3 separate regions of the Mus musculus genome follow, and regions 2 and 3 are each linked to region 1. Evidence: chromatin contacts called from public Hi-C and HiChIP or PLAC-seq data. All regions are on one chromosome and are shown on one strand. Each heading gives the region's core, a stretch centred on a gene start, on an enhancer-like site or on the middle of the called end of the contact. The rest is flanking DNA. Distances are from core to core; before and after follow the strand shown.

Region 1 (2,700 bases), core at 43-2,542:
GGTAAACCATCCTATAAGGAAGAATCTATTTACCATATTATGCTAATGCATATTTGGGTGTGTATATAATTATACATTATATAATTATTATTTGGGTCCATTATGGAAATGGGCATATATAGTAGGAAAAATATTAAATGACATAATCTATTGATCAAAATAAAGAACCATCAAAACTATGCCCCTTGATTCAAGTGCCTCCTTCCTTTAGGCTTGATGAAAAGAGGCCCCTCACAGTCACCCAGTGGCCGGGAGTATCCTCAGGTGACCCATTGCTCTCACAGTATGCTCTGATCTTTCTATTGTTTTGCTTTAAATACAATTGCCTTGCTACCTTAACAGTTCTTAGTGAGCAGTTGAGTGTCACCACTAGAACCGGATTGTAGGCCACAGCTGTAAGCCTTCTTGGCTGCTAACCCTAAAGTAAGAGTCTGTAAAAGCCGTGCAGCTGAAGGAAGCACACTTTTCTAAAGTAGTCTTTGAATGAAATACACGCCAGAACAAAACAGCTTTTTCTTTCTTTTTTTTTTTTTTTTTTTAATTACTGGAACTCACACTTTTACCTCAAGATGCTACTCTGTGGAAGAGCTCTAGAGTCCAGCACCAACCCCACCCCCAACTCAACACTATTGCCTCAAGTTCAACCTTCCTTTTGAGTGCATTCTCAAAACTGGTGAGGTCCCAGCTGGGAATTGCTACTGACCCCGTGTAGGGGTCATCTTGCCTGTCTGTTTTGTGGCTGAACCTGTTTGTACTTGAGTAGAAATTGAGAGGGGGTAGGGGAGAGAAATCAGCTTAGATAGCTAGATGCAGCTTTCTAGGTCAGGAGAAACCGTTGTATGAGGAGGAGTGTGTGGGAGGGAGTGGCCAGCACACAGAAAAGTAGTATACCGGTGGACTTTCTTTCTTGAGACAGGATCTCACCTTATAGCTCTGGCTGTCCTGGAACTCACTATCTGGAGAAGGCTAACCTGGAACTCACAGAGATCCGCCTGTCAAGTACTGGGTGTGTGTACTACGGCTAGTGGACTTCCTTTTAAGTAAGGGTTTCCTGTAAGGCAGCTAATTGTCTCCCTGAAAATGTGCTGTTTTAAAGTGCTGGATACTTTAGTTTACACTGAGTATTAAGAAACAGTATATTCTAAGTCATTTTTTTCTTCTCTTGCCTTACAGGAAGTGCTCAGATATGAAAACAAATGCACAGTCACACATGCAAATAAAAAGAGGAAGCAGTTGGATGGGAGCTTCCAAATCACATGACTGCTGACTAAGTTAAATCTGTCCTCCTTACTGTCGAGTCCGATGGTCTTCCTGGCGAGTTTAAAGTATCGGAGATATTAAATCATGTTGCCATTTATTCTCTTTTCGACGCTGCTTTCTCCCATATTGACTGAATCTGAGAAGCAACAGTGGTTCTGCAACTCCTCCGATGCAATTATTTCCTACAGTTATTGTGGTAAGTGGCCCGGCAACAAAGAGCTGCGGCGCCAACTATTTCGAGAGAAAGTTTCCACTGAACCTGAAGCTGGAGGGCTGGCAGGAACGCTGCTCCAGCAGTGAGCCCGCTGCGGTGTGGGGTGGGGGTGGAGCAATGCCGACCACTTCCGGGTGCGGATCATCCTTTCCCTCTCCCAACCCCCCCCCCCCCCCCCGCGTTTCCCCAGGACCTCTGAATTGCTTTTTACCTCTGTTGCTGTCTTGTGGTTAAGCTCTCTCCACTCGGAGCTCGGTTTCAGGTTCTTCTTAGTTCTAGTTTGCTTCTGAGTACCAGCCCCGACACAAACTGGTTCCTCTTGAGGAGGCTAACCCACAGTGCTTCCTGGTGGGGTTGTAGCTCCAGCCTGTGGTCCTAGAGTGCTCTTGGAAGCATCCTTCTTCCTCCCCAACTGTGTGACCTTGAGCAAAATACTTAGACATTCTCAGCCTCACTTTTTTTTTAATTTGCAAAATGAAAGTTATTTTAGAATTCACTGTATGAGTCACTTGACAAATAATGATTTTATTTGATTTCGAATAGTGATTTTTAGATTTATGCAGTAATTATTACTCTATTGAAATCTGTTTTGAGACAGGGTCTTTCTATATAGCTGTAACTACCTGGAATTCACTATATAGGACAGGCTGGGTTGGAAATCATAGAGATCTGCCTGCCTCTACCTCCTGGAATTAAAGGCATACGTTGCCACGCCCAGCTTATTTTATTATTTTTTTCAAAGTATCACTATATAACATTGGCTGGCCGGGAACTCATAGAGATTGATACATATGCCTCTGCCTTTTGAGTTATTTGCTTATTTTTTTGAGACAGTGCCTTATTCTGTAGTACAGGCTGCCTAGAACTGACTATATAGCTTATGCTAGCCTCAAACTCATGCTCCCCGTTGCCTCGACCTCTCCAGTGCTAGAGTTGCAGATATTTTTCAGCTGAGCTAAACTCTGGTGCCATTGGATCATAGTTAACGCTATGGCCACATTACAACTTGTCATTAACAAATGCCTGGGACCAGAAAACCTAGTACAGGGCTTGAGAGCTGTTTCAATCTGTTTCCTCTTTCTGCTGCTCGCTCCGTTAGTTGTCCATTTTCTGCCCCTTCTAGGAATGTCTTCGTGGCTGGAAGGTGGTGCCTTCCAAAATGACAGTTCTAGGAAAAGCAAGATCATAGCCTAGTTGTCTGAAAGTGGAGCAGGGAATTTATAAAT
Region 2 (2,700 bases), core at 71-2,570, 840 kb before region 1:
CAGTGACATCAAGTGGCTGTTGTCAGCCTTTCTCCCGCTACCAGGTATTCTGAAAAGCCGATAGGGAATAGCAATCCTGTGATGAATAGTTTTGTGGAGAACTTAGGTGTTGTGAACTTGAAATTCTGAATAGGAAGGAGGTTACAAGTATGTTTAACACTTTAATCTCAGGGAACTGAACTCTTAAGACTGTTATAGATCACATACTGTGTGTGTGCAGGCACAGCAGGAGATCAAAAGTAAGGTTGTAGGTCAACGTCCCCAAGCCTCTTAAAACTCCCACGGCTTCATGTCTATAATCCCAGCTCTTGGGAAGCTGAAGTAGGAGGACCGCCATGAATTCATGGCTAGCCTGGCTGTGTAACATGAACTGGCCCCATTGTGTATTCCCAGATCATTCCTCACATGAATTATTTATTATTTTTTTTAAGACTCCTGAATGGCACTTAATGAAGGGCTCATTCCGTGTTCCTCAGCCATCCTCCATCAAGGTTTTACTCCGCAGCTGTTAGGTACCTGTTTGGGGAGTCTTCCTTCTTCCTCACCTCCTTCTGAATAGCCTACTTATGTCTTCTCCATTCTGTGGCCACTTAACCTTGGCTGAAGTGATCACAACTCTCCTACTCCTGCATGACTCCTCACTCCCTCTCCTCCTCGACTTTATTCCATTTAATTCTTGCTGTATTTGTTTATTCTGCAGGCCAGTTAGCCTCAAACTTCAGACTCTGGAGTACCAGGGTTACAAATGTAAGTAGCACACTAGGCAGGCCCGTCCCTTTAATTGGTTCGTTGACATTGACAGTTTATTGGTTGACTGAGTTGGTTTTAGTTTACCATTCAGTCTAACAATCTTTTGAGTATTTTTGATTCTTTACATATAGGTTGATGCTGAACAAAATAAAACTAGCCAGAAACCAAAATGGTGGCTCTCTCCTTATAACCAGATCTGAAGCAAGGGAGCCAGCTTGTGCTGCAGTGTAAGGCCTGTCTCAGAACAGTGATAGAGAGATGACTCAGAAGTTAAAAGCTCTAGCTTTGTTTCCCCCCAGAGGACCCATACTTGATTCCCAGGATCCACGTGGTGTCTAACAACCGTCTATAACTTCAGTTCTAGAGTATCTGACCATCTTCTGACGTTTGTGGCCACTGTGTGCACATGGTAAAGACAAACATGCAAGCAAAATAACTATACATATAGAATAATTTTTTAAAATTAAAAGCTAGGACTGGAGAGCTGACTCGGTGGTTAAGAACATAACGGTCCTTGCAGAAGACCTGAGTTCAATTTCTAACTTCCAGTGGTTTACCACGTCCTGTAACTCCAACTGTAAGGGATCTGTTGATTTTGGCTTCTGCTGGCACCTGCACTCAAATGCACATACCAACACACATAAACTCAGACACATAATTGAAAATAAAAAACATTTAAAAAGAAAACCAACACATTGCGATTGTGAATTGCAGTAGATCCTGGGGTTATGGTTAAGTCATAAAAATGTAATGCAGTGGGGCTGGAGACAGCTCCGAAGTGAAGAGCACTAACTGCTCTTCCAGAGGTCCTGAGTTCATTTCCCAGCAACCACATGGTGGCTCACAACCATCTGTAATGGGCATCCGATGCCTTCTTCTGGTGTGTCTGAAGACAGCCACAGTATACCGACATACATAAAATAATTAAATGAATCTTTTAAAAAAAAAAAAAAGGTAATTCTGTAATGCAGGATAAAGGACACAAGAATCTGTAGTCAAGACAGGCCTTGAACCTGTGAGCCTTCTGCCTCAGATTTCCCAGTAGCTGGAATTACAGGTCTCTGCCACCATGCCCAGCCCATGTCACAAAATTGATAAAATTAAAAAAGAAAAAAAGTATTATTATGTTGCTGTGGCTTCCTTGAGAAATGCCCCTGGAGACTCTTGTGTTTGAGCCTTCACTTGGTGGCAATGGTTTTGGGAGGTTATGAAACAGTGAGGAGGTGGAGTCTCACTAAAGGAAGTGAGACACTAAAAGCAGGCTTTGAGGTTTTTATAGCCTGGCTTAAACCACACACACATCCACACCATCACAGATGGCATCCCTTCATACTCCATAGCCAAAATAAACCTTTCCTCGCTTAAACCTGCTTCCAGGAATGCATTTGGTTACAGTGAAGAGTAATATATTTTGACTAAAGACTTTATCCCACAGGCTCACGTTCTAGTAATTTAGGTGTAGTGGTAGTTGGCTATACCATTGCACAAAAGAGCACCCACTCAGGAGCTATCTAGATTCACAAATGAAAGATACACACATGCCAGTAAATTTTAATATGCCTTGATTCATTCAAAGGCTGGCAGTTCCAATTCTCGGCCCATCATACATTTTCCTCTAGTACTCCTGGCTCAACACTTTATAAACCTATGTTTTATCGTTGCTGCCAAGACATCTCTAGGGGCCACATTCCTTCTCACCTACATTTCAGATGATTTTCCTTCTGTAGCTATAAATCTGATCCCTCCAAATCATGGTGATTCTCCTCCTTTCTCCCAGTTCCTAGCCCTCACAAACCTAAAGGTCCCATTTCAGTCTACCTGCCCAGCCATTGGCTGTTGGCTCTTTATTGATCAATCAAAAACCCATTAGGAACAAGGACCTTTGGTGTTTGGACACGAAGATTCTGGGTTTCAGAGACCCAGATTGACTCAAAAGCATTAGAGTCAGTC
Region 3 (2,700 bases), core at 192-2,691, 910 kb after region 1:
TCAGTTTTGGTTCTTCTAAAGTGACTTCACTTTAGTTAAGACTTCAACCCTCATCAAAGCCTGAAAGCTTGCTGCCTCATCACAGCTCACTCAGAGGCACTTCTGACTCAGATTCTTAACTGCCTTCTTCAGAAATCTATTTAAGGCTCCCTCTCCAAAGGGTGCATATCTTTTCTCTATCATTTTAAAATTTACTCACAAAGAGTTAAAGGCAGGCATTGGGTCACACAGATTGAGAGTGATCTGAGTGGGAGCAAATCCTAGGAGACCTGGATTCCAGTCCAGTCTGCCACATACTCATTGGTTTGATGGCTGTGAATTCACATGATGCTCACCCTGCAAAAACATGCTGACGACAGTTCCATCAGTAGGCTGAGCAAATATGTTTGTGTTTTTCTGAATACCTGTTCTGACTGGTTGTAAATGGTCCAGATTTTGTTAGTGAGAAAATGGCACATAACATTTCAGGGGATCTTTTCATTACAGATTACAATAGTATTATTTGCATTCTTTCTCTGCCTTTGCCAGATGTGGATTTTGCTTCAGTGGCATCTTCTCAGTAAGTCCTTTTTGGCTGCTGCTGCTGCTGTATGATTCTTCATGGTCTCCATTGTACTATATAATGATATGATGGGGAAGCTCAATTTTTCCTTGCTTGAAATTTCAGGTATATGTTACTAAGCCTGGAACAGATGTTATCTTGGCTTCTGTCATTTGCTGTGAGTTTTATTTCACATTTTACACAAGGCAGATAGAAAGCAGGTAATTAGCTAACTGTACTGTTTTGGAGAAAGAAAAAAAGGAGTGAAGATGGAATGAGAAGAGATAAATATATAAATTGCAGGAATAAAACCACATGGAGACGGACAGCACAGCCACTAGAGCATGTATTATCCTAACATCATAAGCTATAGTTTGGTTACTACTGACTTGCCTGGAATCCTCGTGAATAATATTTGTGGCCACCCAGACTAACTGTGTGAGTCGATCTCTTGATTTAATATCAGCATGATTTTTTAGCTCCTATGTCATTTGCTGGCATCTAAACAGAAAATGTACTGCTTGTTACTCAGGCATCTGTGTTTTCAAGAACCCACAGTCTTTTAATTCCTCCCCCCCCCCCTTCTTCCTTTCCCTTGTCTTTTTGGTATGGGAGCCAGGAGCTAGAGCATACTAAGAAAGAAAAATTAACCACTCACTGAAAAGGTAGAAAAGGGGGGTGTCTCATGATTTGTGCTTTGTAAGCTGTGGGTGTGACTCAATTTCCTCACTGCCACATAAAAAGGTTGCCACCCAATCTCTGTTGTTGGTTGTTTTTTTTTTTTTTTCTTTTCTGTCCCAAGCCCCTCCCCTTGGATTTTGGCTGAGAGACCCTAAGAGAGCCTGCCCTTTCTGGACTTTGCAAACTGACATATAAAAGCTGTTAGCTGTTTCTGTAGCCAGCAGCATTCAAATCTTGCAGACTCTTGCACTCTGAGAGCTTGTAATAAGACATACTCCTCTTACAAGAGTTGATGCTACAACATAACAAAGAAACTTACGTTGTTGGAGGAGCAGTGTATTCATTTTGGCATTGTGCAGAGGTAAGCTACTTGGATTAACTAGATTTTATTGCATGAATTATCTTAAAGCAGTTTACATCATTTTCCCCCTTAGCAGTGAGACTGGGTTTCTGTACTACCCTATGTCACTCGGTATGCAGAATGTCTGGGACAAATTATCAGCACATTTGCTGTGGCTACCTATATTTGTCTTCTTCATTCTCAGGGTCAGCTTGGGTTGCTAAAGATTCCTGGCTGGAAACAGGCATTGTAGTAATGTGTCTTGCAGTTCAAGCATTTGGGCAAAGTATTCCCATTCATTTTAAACGGAATGTTCATGGTTTCTTTCTTTAACTCTAGAAAGTTCCTTTTAAGAGGTATGACGCATAGCATACCCAAATGAAATTACATTAGATTCAGGCAACAATTTTGAGGATTTTGGGAGAATGTCCATCCACACAATTCTCCCTAGAGATGACAATGTAAATTCATACCCTATTGCTCTTTTCTGATTGCTTGTTTGTTGTTTGATTGATTTTGTAAAGGCTCTAACTCTACACTGTTTTTGCTTCAAAGCAATGCAAAGCTGGAGGACTTCTCCATCCCTGAAAATGATAATGAACTCTGCAGTCAGCCTTGTGATTCTTTTGTCCCTTCTCTGTGAAGCACATACTGTCGTTTTACTAAATCCCACTGACTCATCTCTGCCAGCCAATAACTTCACTGATACTGAAGCCGCCCTCAGCACACCACTAGAGTCTGCGGATATCCCCAAAGCCAGGCGGAAGCGTTACATTTCTCAGAATGACATGATCGCCATTCTCGATTATCATAATCAAGTCCGGGGCAAAGTGTTCCCACCAGCAGCAAACATGGAATATATGGTAAGAGGAATTTGTCCTTTCTTGAGAAAGCTTTCCTTTGTGTGTTAAAAAGATCTAAATGGACCACAGTGCATGTTTGCCAAGGGATACAGTATACATGTTTGAACAACCTATGAATGTTTTTTAATGTATCTTCTAATGTTAAATTGTGTTCTTTTACGGATTAATGTATGTGAGACAGACAGGACAGGTGGATCTATATAGATTTTCTTCTGTGAGTTCCATAACCACATGAGACACATTTTCTATAAGGAGGAAAACAATTGGGTATACTG

What was found. A called contact is a pair of places that touch in the nucleus more often than the background predicts. HiChIP or PLAC-seq counts read pairs in DNA pulled down with a chosen protein or histone mark.
Region 2: an H3K27ac HiChIP or PLAC-seq map of bone marrow-derived dendritic cells shows a contact between it and region 1, with 2.9 times the contacts expected there. The contact joins the enhancer-like site here to the promoter of Ly96 in region 1. A contact is called at or near these places in 3 of 115 datasets of contacts at active chromatin or transcription factors (bone marrow-derived dendritic cells, double positive thymocytes and large pre-B cells) and 1 of 9 other capture datasets (liver).
Region 3: a contact with region 1 is called in a Hi-C map of adipose-derived mesenchymal stem cells, with 2.9 times the contacts expected there. The contact joins the promoter of Pi15 here to the promoter of Ly96 in region 1.

What each region holds. Positions count from the first base shown.
Region 1 is chr1:16,687,164-16,689,863 of GRCm38.p6, forward strand. It overlaps Ly96 (lymphocyte antigen 96), which reads left to right and starts at 1,293. Exons shown (of 5, transcript NM_016923.2): 1 at 1,293-1,456. The coding sequence starts at 1,345.
Region 2 is chr1:15,848,936-15,851,635 of GRCm38.p6, forward strand. No RefSeq gene overlaps it. Among named protein-coding and RNA genes, the nearest start is that of Sbspon, 42 kb to the right of the region's middle. Within about 2 kb of position 1,321, at least 34 of the 459 cell types and tissues checked have an H3K27ac peak or open chromatin away from gene starts, as enhancers often do. A contact at or near this core is called in double positive thymocytes, where this site is marked.
Region 3 is chr1:17,600,460-17,603,159 of GRCm38.p6, forward strand. Pi15 (peptidase inhibitor 15) reads left to right here and starts at 1,442. Exons shown (of 6, transcript NM_053191.2): 1 at 1,442-1,583; 2 at 2,118-2,425. The coding sequence starts at 2,120.